Linked DNA regions of Ovis aries: region 1 is linked to region 2. A link is a contact called in public Hi-C data. All regions are on one chromosome and are shown on one strand. The core of a region is the stretch at or near the end of the contact, and the rest is flanking DNA. Distances in the headings are between cores, read along the strand shown.

The links. Hi-C and Micro-C count contacts between places; a contact is called where the count stands out from the background.
Region 1: a Hi-C map of liver shows a contact between it and region 2, with 5 times the contacts expected there. The contact joins two enhancer-like sites. A contact is called at or near these places in 2 of 16 Hi-C or Micro-C datasets (liver and muscle).

Annotation. Positions count from the first base shown.
Region 1 is chr14:9,210,740-9,217,265 of ARS-UI_Ramb_v3.0, reverse strand. CDH13 (cadherin 13) reads right to left here. Exons shown (of 14, transcript XM_004014934.6): 5 at 1,733-1,885. Among named protein-coding and RNA genes, the nearest start is that of TRNAS-GGA, 30 kb to the left of the region's middle. Within about 2 kb of position 3,510, at least 3 of the 54 cell types and tissues checked have an H3K27ac peak or open chromatin away from gene starts, as enhancers often do. A contact at or near this core is called in liver, where this site is marked.
Region 2 is chr14:8,687,422-8,693,797 of ARS-UI_Ramb_v3.0, reverse strand. The region is part of intron 1 of CDH13 (cadherin 13); the gene reads right to left. Among named protein-coding and RNA genes, the nearest start is that of CDH13, 36 kb to the right of the region's middle. Within about 2 kb of position 3,042, at least 7 of the 54 cell types and tissues checked have an H3K27ac peak or open chromatin away from gene starts, as enhancers often do. A contact at or near this core is called in liver, where this site is marked.

The DNA of each region.
Region 1 (6,526 bases), core at 2,261-4,760, 520 kb before region 2:
ACCTGGGAATTTCAGAGGGTGCCAACATTCAATTTCTACAACAACCAGATTCCCCAAGGATGTACACTGAAGATGCACCAGTCACCCTTTGGTGTCCTCTGATGGATGGTACCCCCTGCAGATGCTCACGGCATCTGCCTTTTGGTGACACTTCTGAGAGGGAGGTCCTCCCAGGACTGTGGACCCTGGACCACACTGCTCAGCATGAGGCTGGATGGGCCTTCCCCCCATCCCCTATGCCTTGTATTTGTCCAGCATTTTAGTGCCTCAAGTGTGATCCTCACTGGAAACCCACAGCACTCCTGTTGGTAGGTAGGCAAGTGTTATCTGCATTTTATGGACAAGAACCTGAGGACTGACACCTACATGGTCTTCCCAAGGTCAGTATCTCACGGTAACAGAGGAGGCTACACCCAGGGGGTCAGTTCCCCAGCCAGAGCACTTGACTCTCCAGTGCAATGTCCCTCCACCCTCTGTCCTTAGGAAAGGAGGGAAGAGGAGGTCATGTTGTTGAAGTGGGATTGGCATGCTCTTACATGGTGTTTTGATGAAGATGAATGCCAAGCCCAGGCCTAGAAACTTGCCCCTCCACCCTCCCCGAATCTAATCCAGGGAGACACATGTATGATGGGCAATGGCCTGGAAAGCAGACACTGGTGGCTGGGCCTTGTTCTCAAGTACCTGCTTCTAGCTCAGTGCACTGCATCCTGCTGAGAGCCTTCCCTGAAAATGGCTGCGAATTCTGTCTCATTCCTCAAAAAATGAGCTACTACTCGCAGAGGCTTGGTCCTTAACACAGCTGTGAGAATGGGATTCTTGGGGGTGTGGCAGAGAAGGGATAGGAGGGACCCATAGCCTACGTAAGATCTGATGCTCACCCAATGTCTTCATGGAGCTACTTTGCTCTCTGAATCTTGAATGAGTGTCAACTTCTGAAACTATCTTTTACAAATAGGCTTTTGTTTCTCCATATAAAAGCAAAGCAAGTGCATTGTAGAAAAATCAGAAAGAAAAAACCAGAAAATATCAGTAACACCAAATACAGTCACTAAGACTTTGATTTTCCTCTATCATGCTTCTTCACAAACACGTACCCATCACGATATGTGTAAACACTCCATCTGTAATGAGGACACCATATGTGCTGGTGTGTCTGTTTCATTCAATATCTTGAAAATCTCCCATGTAACTAGAACTTCTTCAAAAATATTTTAAACGGTTGTAGAAAGCTTCCTTGCAAAATTGTGCCATAGTTTAACCATTATATATTGCTGAATATCTAGCAACTGTTTCTATTTTAAGGATTGTGTCCTGCTATAACATCATGGTACAAAAATCTGACTGAATTCCTCCCTATTTCCTTAGGATGGATTTCTCTAAGTAGAATGAGCAGGTCCAAGGGTTTATTCTTTTTATAGCTCTTCATTATCAAGCTGGCTTCTGGAAAACCAACATTAACGTAGAGTTTCTGACCTCCTCTGAGATCCCCCAGGGGCCCCTTCTTGGTTTTTCATGCCCAAAGTTTTATGCAAACCTGGAGGGCTCTACTGATGAGACAGGGGCCCTCACTGCTGCTTGTCAGGGTTCAATGCCACTCGGCTCCCACAGAGACACACTTAAAGCCGTGCAGCCCCGGGTTTGATGAAGCACAGAAATAATGAGCTCAGTGGGAGGAAAGCAGTCTCTGAAAGACACGTCTCCGTGTGGGGGGTGGGCACTCAGGGGTACTCACTTGATAGGTAGCGATGGTTTCTCTGTCCAAGTTCCGTGTCACAGAGACACTGCCCGTGTTCTCATTGATTCTGAAAATTCCTTTAGGCTCTTGATCCACTCCCTTTCCAGTGAGCCGGAACTTGGACCCTTCCGGTCTGTCACTATCGACTACCTGGTCAGAGAAACAGAGCGACATTTACGGTTCTGGCTGGAAAGCATAGAGAAAGCACGGGGCTAACACACCGCAGTGGCCAGTCCACCAGCCACAGGGGCCAACGCGGAGGCGCTGGATGAGCTCGACCACAGCAGCATCACCAAAACGAGTGCCATCGGCTTAACACCTTCCATCCTGACGTGCACGTCTCTGCGGGTTTCAGCTGGGAAAGCGTACCAGCCCTGGGGGGACATTTAGTGATGGATCTGCTGGAGGCAAGCACCTTCATCAACTTCAAGGCTGGACATTTATATTATCTTTAACTCCTAGGAAACAGACTTTTTCCTACAAGTAAGACCAAATAAGCAATGGAAAACACTGGACAGTCCTATACTAGGCAGGCATCAATCAGGATTCTAGGTGTTCACAGGGGTCCAGTCACCAGCAGCACCACCTACACCCTTGCTTCTACCAGGTATTCGATACCAGGCATGGTGCTGGGAAGGCATTTTACATGAATTTTTTTTTTTAACTCTGACAACAATGCTAGGGGTAGGGAACATTATTATTCATACTTAATGAGTGAAATCAGTGAGACTCAGAGAGATTAAGCAAACTTGTCACAGTTATTAAAGAAACAAGGAGGGTATTCAGAAGCCATCTTCCATGTCTCTAGACGCACAGCTCTGTAGCATTGCTGTGTCTGGATTTGCTTCAAGGGAATTCCCTATTGGTAGTCGGCCTTGATTAGACATTTAAAGAATAAATTGAAAAGGTAAAGATATAGGAAAGCAATGCCAGGCAGACAGAGCAACACAGACAGGCAACAGGCGGGTGAGAGAGCTTAGAAAATTCAGAACGGTTTGAGAAGAGGTGAGGTTGAGAGGTATATTAGGAGCCAAACGATGCTGCTTTGTTTTGAAGTCATCTGAAAGTATCCAAAACCATTATTTGCATAGGTTAGTTCCAAAGTTTTACCAAGTATTCATGTATATGTAATTTTCCATCGATACCTGTAAACAAATTTGATTATAACATTTCAAAGGTCACTAACAGACATTCAGAACATATAGATGAAAGAAAGCTAATACTGATCTGGCTGCCATCAGTTTACAGCTAAACAAGTACCTATTGGGCTGTGGCCAACTGAGCTTGGAGGGTTTGGGTGGCTGAACCAGAAACGTGCCTTCTAGTGGAATGAGGAAGAGGTGTGGTGGTGGGGGCGGGGAGTGCGTTTCCGGGACCACCATGCCTGCAATTCTGATGGCTGCCACCAGGTGGCAGTGGAGCCTAAGGCAGCATGAGCCTTGCGCTAAGGCTCCTCTGCCAGGACTGGAGTAGGAGTGCAGTCCATATGGCAGTACAGGTTTTTCTTTTTTTTTTCCCCCCTGATTTAAGATATTCTTTATTAAAATACACTGAGTGTTCTGATTAAACATCAATTACCTCTGTTTGCATTTTTTAAATTAACAGAAAATATCATCCAAAGCAAGACTAAAAATAAGGTATGTGATATCTTCTGATGAAAAGAATTTTCACTGTCACTGCTTGACTAGATTTAATCCAAATGACATTATCCCCACTGCTTGGAAGCTCCACGAGGTCAACAGCCTCAGCATATCGGGCTCGCCACTGGATCCCAGTGCCTGGCAAAGTGCCTGGCATACAGTGGAACCAAGGCCAATATCTGTTTAATGAGGAGCTCAATGATTAGACAAACATATGTCCCCATCCTGGCTCAGCCAATGATCAGCCTGTGGCCTTGAACGTCATTCTTTGCCTCTTTGGCTCTTGATTTCCTTATCTGTAAACTGAGGATAATGCCACTTATTTCCTAGGGTTGGATGAGATAGTATGTGCAAAATACACTCCCGGCACATAGAAGGGGCTCAATAAACCAGAGTTAACAATTAGAGTATTAAGATAAGACATGGGTTCGATCCCTTATCTGGGAAGATCCTCTGGAGTAGGAAACAGCAACCCACTCCAGTATTCTTGCCTGGAAAATCCTGTTGATAGAGGAGCCTGACAGGCTACAGTCCATGGGGTCGCAAAGAGCTGGAGACGACTAAGGGACTGAACAACAACAACAAATTATGCTGTTGTTAACAGGTAAGACTGACACCTCCAGGCATAAAACACAACTTAGCTACAATATTAAAAAAAAAAAACCCTTTCTACGGGAACACATTTCCTTTTCAAAAACAAAACTCACAAAAGTCTCTGGTTTCAGGAGAGAAGTGTTCTGAAGGAAGATTTACTGTGGGAATGCACAATTCTGTTTCTTTATCTCTTATATATTTGCAGTAGTTCCCCTCCCCCTCTTACCACTTTGGCCCAAATACAGATTAGAACCTCTTCCTTCTGCTACCCTACACATGAACTGGTCCTCTCCAAAGACTTCTGTTGGAAAAAAGGCTGGCTCTCTTTGCTATCTCCCTTCCAGACTTATTTTAAACACAAAACACTACTGGGAACTCTTAAAAACCTGTTTTCTAGAATGCCAGTAAAGCAAAGTTGGCATTTCTCCCAGTTCCACACTTCCATGAGTTTCAAAGGCACTCCAGGGCTTAGAGAAACCTTGGAGAATAAAGCATGGAAGTGGGTGTCATTCTCCAGGGAAAAGATGGGAGTCTGGGCTCAATTTAGATTTAGGAATTACCCACCAGCTCTCTGGCTTCTTAGTCCCCAGAGAGACCCTGGTCCACTCCAGCCTGAGCTAGAGAGATAGGAGGTATGCAATGGCCACAAAGGAGGCCTCAGCCACACACCAAAGCAAGTCAGGTGGGTTTCCAGATGACCTTTATTATACTAGGTAAACTCCTAAGATTTGTCCAAGTGCTACTGCAGGGCTGTGGTCCCCAAGGCTGTGGACCTTTTCCTGATGTTTAAAGTGATGGAATGTAAGAAATCCAGTGCACTCCTGCCCGGAACAAATCCTGCCATGAGTCTCTGCTCCTGCAGCAGCTGTTAACACCCATTATACCACATAGGAGGGCTTCACAATTAGCTGGTCTTTCCTATTATTCTCTGTAATTCAACACTTCTTTTCACAGTAGGATGTTTTTTCCTTATTCTCTGAGTTGGAATGAAAAAAAAAATAGCTAGATATGAGAAAGAACTTGGACCCTGGGTGCCAACTCTCTGAGAAGCGTGTGTAAATAGCACACAGGTCCTGCTGCATACCTGGGCAAAGCCACTTCCCCAGCAGCAGCAGGGGTTGCTGGCATGCCAGCTGTGCCGGGAGTGGGGGGCATGGCTCAGGGGGAGCCAGAGTTTTCTGCACCCTGCGAGGGGCAGGAAATGCAGGGGCTTGGAGCAGCCAGTGCTGCTTGCTCTGAGTTTCAAAGGGCATCCTCACTGCCTACTTCCTACAGAATGTGGCACATTACAGACAAAGCCAGAGCCCGCTAGGAATCCCATTCCCACATCCGTTCTCTGCTGCAAGGGGCCTATGGTACCAAGTCATATGTGTTTCAAAGATACTCTGTGAATTTAAATACACATTTATGTACTCATAGTCTATATAGCCAGAGAAGGTGATGGCACCCTACTCCAGTACTCTCGCCTGGAAAACCCTATGGACGGAGGAGCCTGGTAGACTGCAGTCCATGGGGTCGGGAAGAGTCTGAAATGACTGAGTGACTTCACTTTCACTTTTCACTTTCATGCATTGGAGAAGGAAAGGGCAACCCACTCCAGTGTTCTTGCCTGGAGAATCCCAGGGACGGGGGAGCCTGGTGGGCTGCCGTCTATGGGGTCGCACAGGGTCGGACACGACTGAAGCGATTTAGCAGCAGCAGCAGCAGACTATATAGCAACTTTGAGTATTTTTACATTAAGAGGATCATTTTGTATCAGTTCAGTTCAGTCACTCAGTTGTGTCTGACTCTTTGCAACCCCGTGGACTGCAGAACGCCAGGCCTTCCTGTCCATCACCAGCTCCCGGAGTTTACTCAAATTCACATCCACTGAGTCGGTGATGCCATCCAGCCATCTCACCCTCTGTCGCCCCCTTCTCCTCCCATCTTCAGTCTTTCCCGGCATCAGGGTCTTTTCCAATGAGTCAGTTCTTCCCATCAGGTGGCCAGAGTATTCGAGTTTCACTTCAGCATCAGTCCTTCCAATGAATAGTCAGGACTGGCTTCCTTCAGAATGGACTGGTTGGATCTCCTTGCAGTCCAAGAGACTCTCAAGAGTCTTCTCCAGCACCACAGTTTAAAAGCATTAATTCTTTGGCACTCAGCTTTCTTTATAGTCCAACTCTCATATCCATACATGACTACTGGAAAAATAATAGCCTTGACTAGATGGACCTTTGTTGGCAAAGTAATGTCTCTGCTTTTTAATATGCTATCCAGGTTGGTCATAACTTTCCTTCCAAGGAGGAAGTGTCTTTTAATTTCATGGCTGCAATCACCATCTGCAGTGATTTTGGAGCCCCCCAAAATAAAGTCTGACACTGTTTTCACTGTTTCCCCATCTATTTGCCATGAAGTGATGGGACTGAATGCCATGATCTTGGTTGTCTGAATGTTGATATGATAGTATTTTATAATTTTTATATTCAATGTGCTTGGAGGTTATACAAAATATGCAATACTTTATATGTATTATTACATTTGTATGATATAAATATATTTTATATTTCATAGATAG
Region 2 (6,376 bases), core at 1,793-4,292:
CAGGAAAGCAGGAATTCAATAGGACTGTTTGGGGGAGGATGGAACTGAGGCTTCTAAGAGACGCCCCCTAAGGCAGATGAGAGAGGAAACAGTGGGAGTCAGCGGCTGATTACGCAGGGGTGTGGGTAGGACAACATGGGCAAAGGGGTCGGGGGCCAACTGAGAGTCGAAGGAGTCAAGAATGGCATCGGGCATTCTGACTCTGCATGATTCCAAGACAATAATATCAGTGGCTAGGGAGGGCTAAAACTGACCTTGCCGAGTAATCATCGCATACTGATGTACTAAGCTAAGGTGTTAAGCTGACAGTTTATAACTTAGAGCTTAGAGAAAAATCAGAATAGAGAAACAGACGAAAGAGTCCACTGCACAATAATACTAGCTCCCATTTTATTGAGGGTTAATGAGGAGCACGGTGCTCTGCTGAACTGATCACACACATTATCTCAGGTGATTCTTACCCAAAAGAGTATTGTTATTAGTCTTATTTATTTCTGTTTTGCAGATAAGAAAATTGAAACTTAAGAAATTAAGTAATTTGCCCAAACTCACACAATGAGAAAGTTACAGAGTTAGAATTTGAACACAGATCTGCCCACTTCAAAGTCTTAGTTCTTAACTAAAGCACTGAGAAACAAGGGAGAGAGCATCTTAGAAGTGAGGACATTCTTTCCAAAACAGGAGTTAGTGGCAGGCAAGGCAGGGGTGGAAACAGGAAGGCATCTGGAGAAATTCCTCCTTTTTCGGGGACACATAATGTAAAGGACACTTAGAGGAAGGGGCCCTCCTCAGGAATATAATTCCACTCACTTTTGGACACATCTGCTTATCTAAGTGGAAGAAGGGTTAGTTGTTCAGTCGTGTCTGACTCTTTGCAACCCTGGGGACCGTAGTCCACCAGGCTCCTCTGTCCATGGAATTCTCCAGGCCAGAATCCTGGAGTAGGTTGCCATGCCCTTCTCCAGGGAATCTTCCCAACCCAGATATCAAACCCAGGTCTCCTGCATTGCAGGCAGGTTCTTTACCGTCTGAGCCACCAGGGAAGACCCCCTGCGTATATAAGAGTGGTATACATGTCTCCTCTTGTATAAAGCAACAGGTCGTGAATGGAAAAGAAGCCCTAAGGAAACTCTGAACGTGAAAACTAATATCTTTAGAAACCTGGATAAGGATCTAAGAACCTGAGTTCTAGGGAAGCTTGTATATTTAGATTTCAGTTGGATCACAAAGATTAGCAATTTTATCAGAGTCTGGATAGAAGATTATGGGTAGATTAGGGTATTTGAGTAACAGTTAAATGTTAGTGATTAAAAAAAAAAACACACCTATGGATCTTAAAACTATTTTTATGAAGTTTGGTTTAAAGCTTTATGTGTTTTGATATTGGGTACAGAGATATTCTTTTCTTTAAAAGTTGATTGTAAAATTTTTGATTGAATATTTGTACAGGAAGTCTCATAAATATGGTTTTGCTCAGGAAGTTACCATTTTGAATATTAGGGGGAAAAACAGGGCTTGTTGATTGGCTCATGTGACCAAGGACCAATACCGCCACCTGGTGACAGTGTATACAATACAATACGGTAGCAAAAATGAACCTTGCGTTCTGAAAAGTGAAGTGAAAGTTGTGTCTGACTCTTTGCGACCCCATGGACTGTATAGTGGCCAGAATGCTGGAGTGGGTAGCCTTTCCCTTCTCCAGGGGATATTCCCAACCCAGGGATCAAACCCAGGTCTCCCGCGTTGCAGGCAGATTCTTTACCAGCTGTGCCTCAAGGGAAGCCCTTTCTGAAACAAGACCATAAAAAGTCCTTCCGTGTTCCCCTTCTGCTCCTTGTCGTTTGTGACTTATACAGTTGTGTTCTTTTCTCATTTACTTTACTTAGAGGAAATTTATTGCAATGGTAACAGAGAGTTAGCTTTGGCACTGGACAGACTTGCGTTCGACTTGGAGCAGAATCCACCTCTGGCTTTATGACCTCTTTTAACTTCATCCTAATGCTCACAAAAGGCTGAGGCGAGGATTTAATGCAATCATATATGAAACATGCTTAGCAGTGTCTGGCACACAGTGAAACAACACGTGATACCCAGCATCATGCTACTGACATCGTTGCTGTCACTGCCGTCTGTGAGAGGGGACCCTGGGAAGCAGACCTGCCTCGGCAACCCTGTGCCTCCAGGAGCATACACAGTAACAGTCATGGGAGAAACGCTTTGCTTATGTCTCAGGTGCTAAACAGCTGTTACTCCATATTAGGACCAGATGTGCTGAAATGCTATGCAACATTATGCTCAGTTCTAACTTTTACTGAATTGCCTGGTGAGGAAAAATGACTGCTGAAGGAGATGATTTATTAAAGGGCAATCCAGGGATTTGTCTTTAAGTTTCCTGCCCAACTACCCTAGATTACGCGCCAGTCTATGTACTCTGCACACTACAGAAGTTTGGCCCATTCTGAGAATCCAATGAGAGCTCATCCCCTAGTCATAGCCCACTTGTCTTTCTACCTGCCAGGCCTGTGTGCGTCTGTCCTGCAGCACCAGATTCAGCAAACCTGGGCCGAATACAGTTACAGAACTTTTGACCTCAGGCTTCCTTGCACATGTGAACTTTTCATTGCTTCCAGAGTCACTGTTGCTTTCAATTTCGTTTCAAGTGACTTTTTCCCTCATTTCACGCTCATATGTGCCCAAAGGAGAATCCACTGGGGGAAAGGGTGGAGAAGGAAGAGTAAAGAAATAGCTCTACGTTGTCTCCTTGTAACACCAGGCCACAGTGCTCTTGTTCTCTCTCTCCTATGAAATCTTCAGGTTATTTCCTGATCCCTCCAGATGACTTTCTAGTGTTCTGATTAGGGGAGAATTTGCAATTCAGCATGAGGTCAAATACTTTGGTGGTAGCTGGTAAATCCCGCTTTTGCTTTATTAAATCTCTCCAATAAATTCCCAGGCACAGTGAGTAGGCAGGGCAGCCAGAAGCCCATATACTCAGTGACTCAAGAAACCCAGGCCGGACCTCAAACTCTGCTATAAGCAGCAATTACGCAACAGGAGCTGTTTTCGCAATGGTATTTGCTCCTGAAGGCAGGTCAAGAATAAGGGCATGTAATGACTTCTCTTTATTTTTTAAAGTAAAAATGTACAAACTGAAAGAAATTTTCCATGCTGAGAAAACAAAACACATCTCTGTCAAAGAGGCCAGGAGAAATATTTAACACTTAAGCTGCTTATAGAGACCCATTTGTCAACTCCCTAACTAGAGTTCAGGACATTTGTCTTTGCAAGACTACTAAGTGGGCTGGGATACATCTCACTAGAGAGAGTGATGATGGGAGAGCAAATGGTTCCATCCAATTATATATGCTTAATTGCTCTAGATTCTAGAGGGCATACTCGTATGGAAAAGGTTTGCCTACCAATCACAAAAGAAGAAATAGCATCTTAATTTGGTGGCTTTATATTGGGTGATATTACAATTAGCTACAAAGTTGAATAAGTTATCTATGATGCTTTTAATGAGAAACATTTAAGTCCTTCTGGAATTTCTCCAGTCAAATTAGTTATGAGGACTGAAGACAGCATCACAACCAATGTGATCGGAATTACAATTACACGAGCACTAGAATGCGTCACCTAAAAGGCTCAGTGGATAGGTCCTAAAAGGCCCACTGTGTTCTCTGTAGACTTTATTAATGTGGATAAGATATAGTGTACATGCGTCCCTTTCTCAGGAGCTGTGATAGGGCAATATGCTCTATTGTGCTTGAAAGGCCAGGACAGGTTCTGACTGCCCTACAGCGGGCATCTGAGGGATCCATCCTTGGATCTGAGACTCAGTTTTATCCAACAAGCTGTCTCCCTGTCTAACCATGCCCCAAAGGTTCTGAACAGGAATTGCTCCTGAGAGGTGCCCGGTGGTCAGCAGTGGGTTTCCTACCATACCCTTGGGAAACAGTGCTCATGCCTGAGCCTCAGAAAGCCCTAAAAGTGAGTCTTAGGTTTGGTAATGAGGCTCATCCACAGCCTATGGATCCAGCTGGTGCAGCCCCTTTGATGTGGGCGGTAGTGAGAGCAACGAACACACACTGTCAGGGCGCCACTGTGCTGGGCACACCACGGACACCTCCCATTCAAACTTCCAAACCTCTAGCATCATAACAGGCACTGTCCCCACCTCCACTTTCCACGGGGCAACTCGTGTCCAGAGGAATTCTGGAGCTTGCTAACAGTCCAGAGAGGCACAGGTCTGACCACAAAGCGAGGGCTCCTGTGCCCTTCGGCCCAGCCACCCCGTGGCCTTCCCCATTCCCTCCCAGACAGTGTGCTGGACCACGCTGAGAGTGCACTGCAGGGCTGAAGTGCTGCTGACGCTCGGGGCGGTAGTTCCCAAACTTCGCTGCACACCAGAATCACACAGTAAGTCTGTCAGGATACAGATGCCTGTGCCCCATCCTGAGGACTTCTGAATCTGTAGGCCAGAGGCAGAGCCCCCCAGGTCTCTTCATTGGTCATACAAACCATTCTAAGGGGTCCTGAAGCACACAGTCCAGACTCTGCTTAAGGCAAAAGCACTACACGCAGGGCTGGTCCTGGGTTGTAGCCTTAAGGGGAAGAACTGTGTCCCCTGTCCCCTATGCTTCACTGTCAATTTCTTTTGTCCTTTTCAGAATGAAGGCAGGTCCACTAAAACCAATATTAGACTTGGCAATGTGTCCTGGGAGCCCTTTAATTATAGTGGGCCTGACACCTCTCTGGGGTTGGCAGTTCTTGTCAACTCCGCTTTCTCATCTGGATAGCAACACTCACCTTGTGATCAGGGCTCATGGGACACAGGGAACCACCACGTCTTAATGCCAAGATTCAGGGGAGTAGTTGAACAGGGAGGCAACAAGCCCATGGTCAGTGTGCTGCCTCTTTAGACTCTTCACAAACTCCCTGGGTAACCAGGCCCTATCTCCCCTGCCAGGCGTGAGCCATCCTATAGGATCGACTTCGTATTCAGGGTATCAGGAGTACAAATGAGCTCTGTAGACTCAGAGTGCGGCCCTAGTAATGCTGTAGCAATAGATGGAGTAACATTCAAGTAGAGACGAGAACCTGTGTTCATATTAGGTCAGCCAGACAAATACAGGTGTTTCTGAAAAACCTGTATTAGGCTTTAACTTATCTCATTTCAAGACAGCTTTGAAAGTAGAGCATAAAAGATTGAAAAGGCTCCCTAACAACACAGTCATGAAATGCCTGCTGCGGCAGGGCAGAGGCACTGAGAAACCCAGGAACATGGTGAGCGGCAGTGAGCTGTGGGGCGTGGACTGGGGGTGATGGTGACTGCGATTTCAAGGCTGTCTAGACTCAGGTACACACTGCGGAGCCCCCGGGACTGGCTTATGCCTGCTCCCACAGCTGCACGGCTGTGGCCCACATCAGGGCGGGCAATGTGACAGCGCCCAGCTTCTGTCTGGCCTAGGAGCCTCTCACTTTCTGCCCTAGGGCTTCCTTCTCGACTCTCTGCTGTGATCCAGAGACCTTACCTTTGAAGGGGAGCTTGGCTGCCTTACTAAAGTGGCTCTATTATTTAAAATACCCAGAAAGGTTTTGCAACAAATGATGTCATCCCTTCTCCAAGCATACAGCTGATGGCAGGCGCTTAGAAAGACAGCTGAAGGCAAACAGACCCCAACTTCCCTGAGCAGTTTTCCCAGTAGTTTTCTCTGGCAAAAAACAGATGTTCAGTGGCCGAAGGCAGAAAGGTACATTGTGGCACTAGCTAGAGTTCAGGATCTTAAGCACCATAGTCTATTTCCTCTTATGCAGGCTCTGGGAGACTTTAAGGAGGTTCAAACCCACATTAGATACAGTAGACGTGAACAGTGCATTAGCAAATAGTGAGCCAACACTCCCGCTGGAAATACAGGGTTAGGTTCCTCCTATAAGTCTCTGATCAGATCATTTCTGTCAGCCAATCAATATATAACCTTGTTGTAGGTGTTTCTGTTCAAAGACAACTTACCTAACATATATTGTTGAATCACTAGCACTGAGCTCATGGCCAACAGTACGGAAACCCTCATCTGAATGAAACTCATCCAACACGTTCTCCCTGAGGTACCTCACAGCCTTCTGTGCTTGGGGATACTAGACAGCGCTTCAGCACGACACTTGTGGGCCATTCTAAACAGCAAAACTGCCAACCAAAAGCACGAAAGTGCGACAACCAAAAAAGGCACTAAGTACCACAGTGAGAACATTCGCTCGCAGTACGAGAGCTGCAGTAAGAAGGCAGAGTGTCACCTTGTTGACACTAGGGACATGCGTGCCAGACGACTCAAATTTTTCACAGCTCTGTGTGTCTGCAAGTGACGACGAAAAAGGT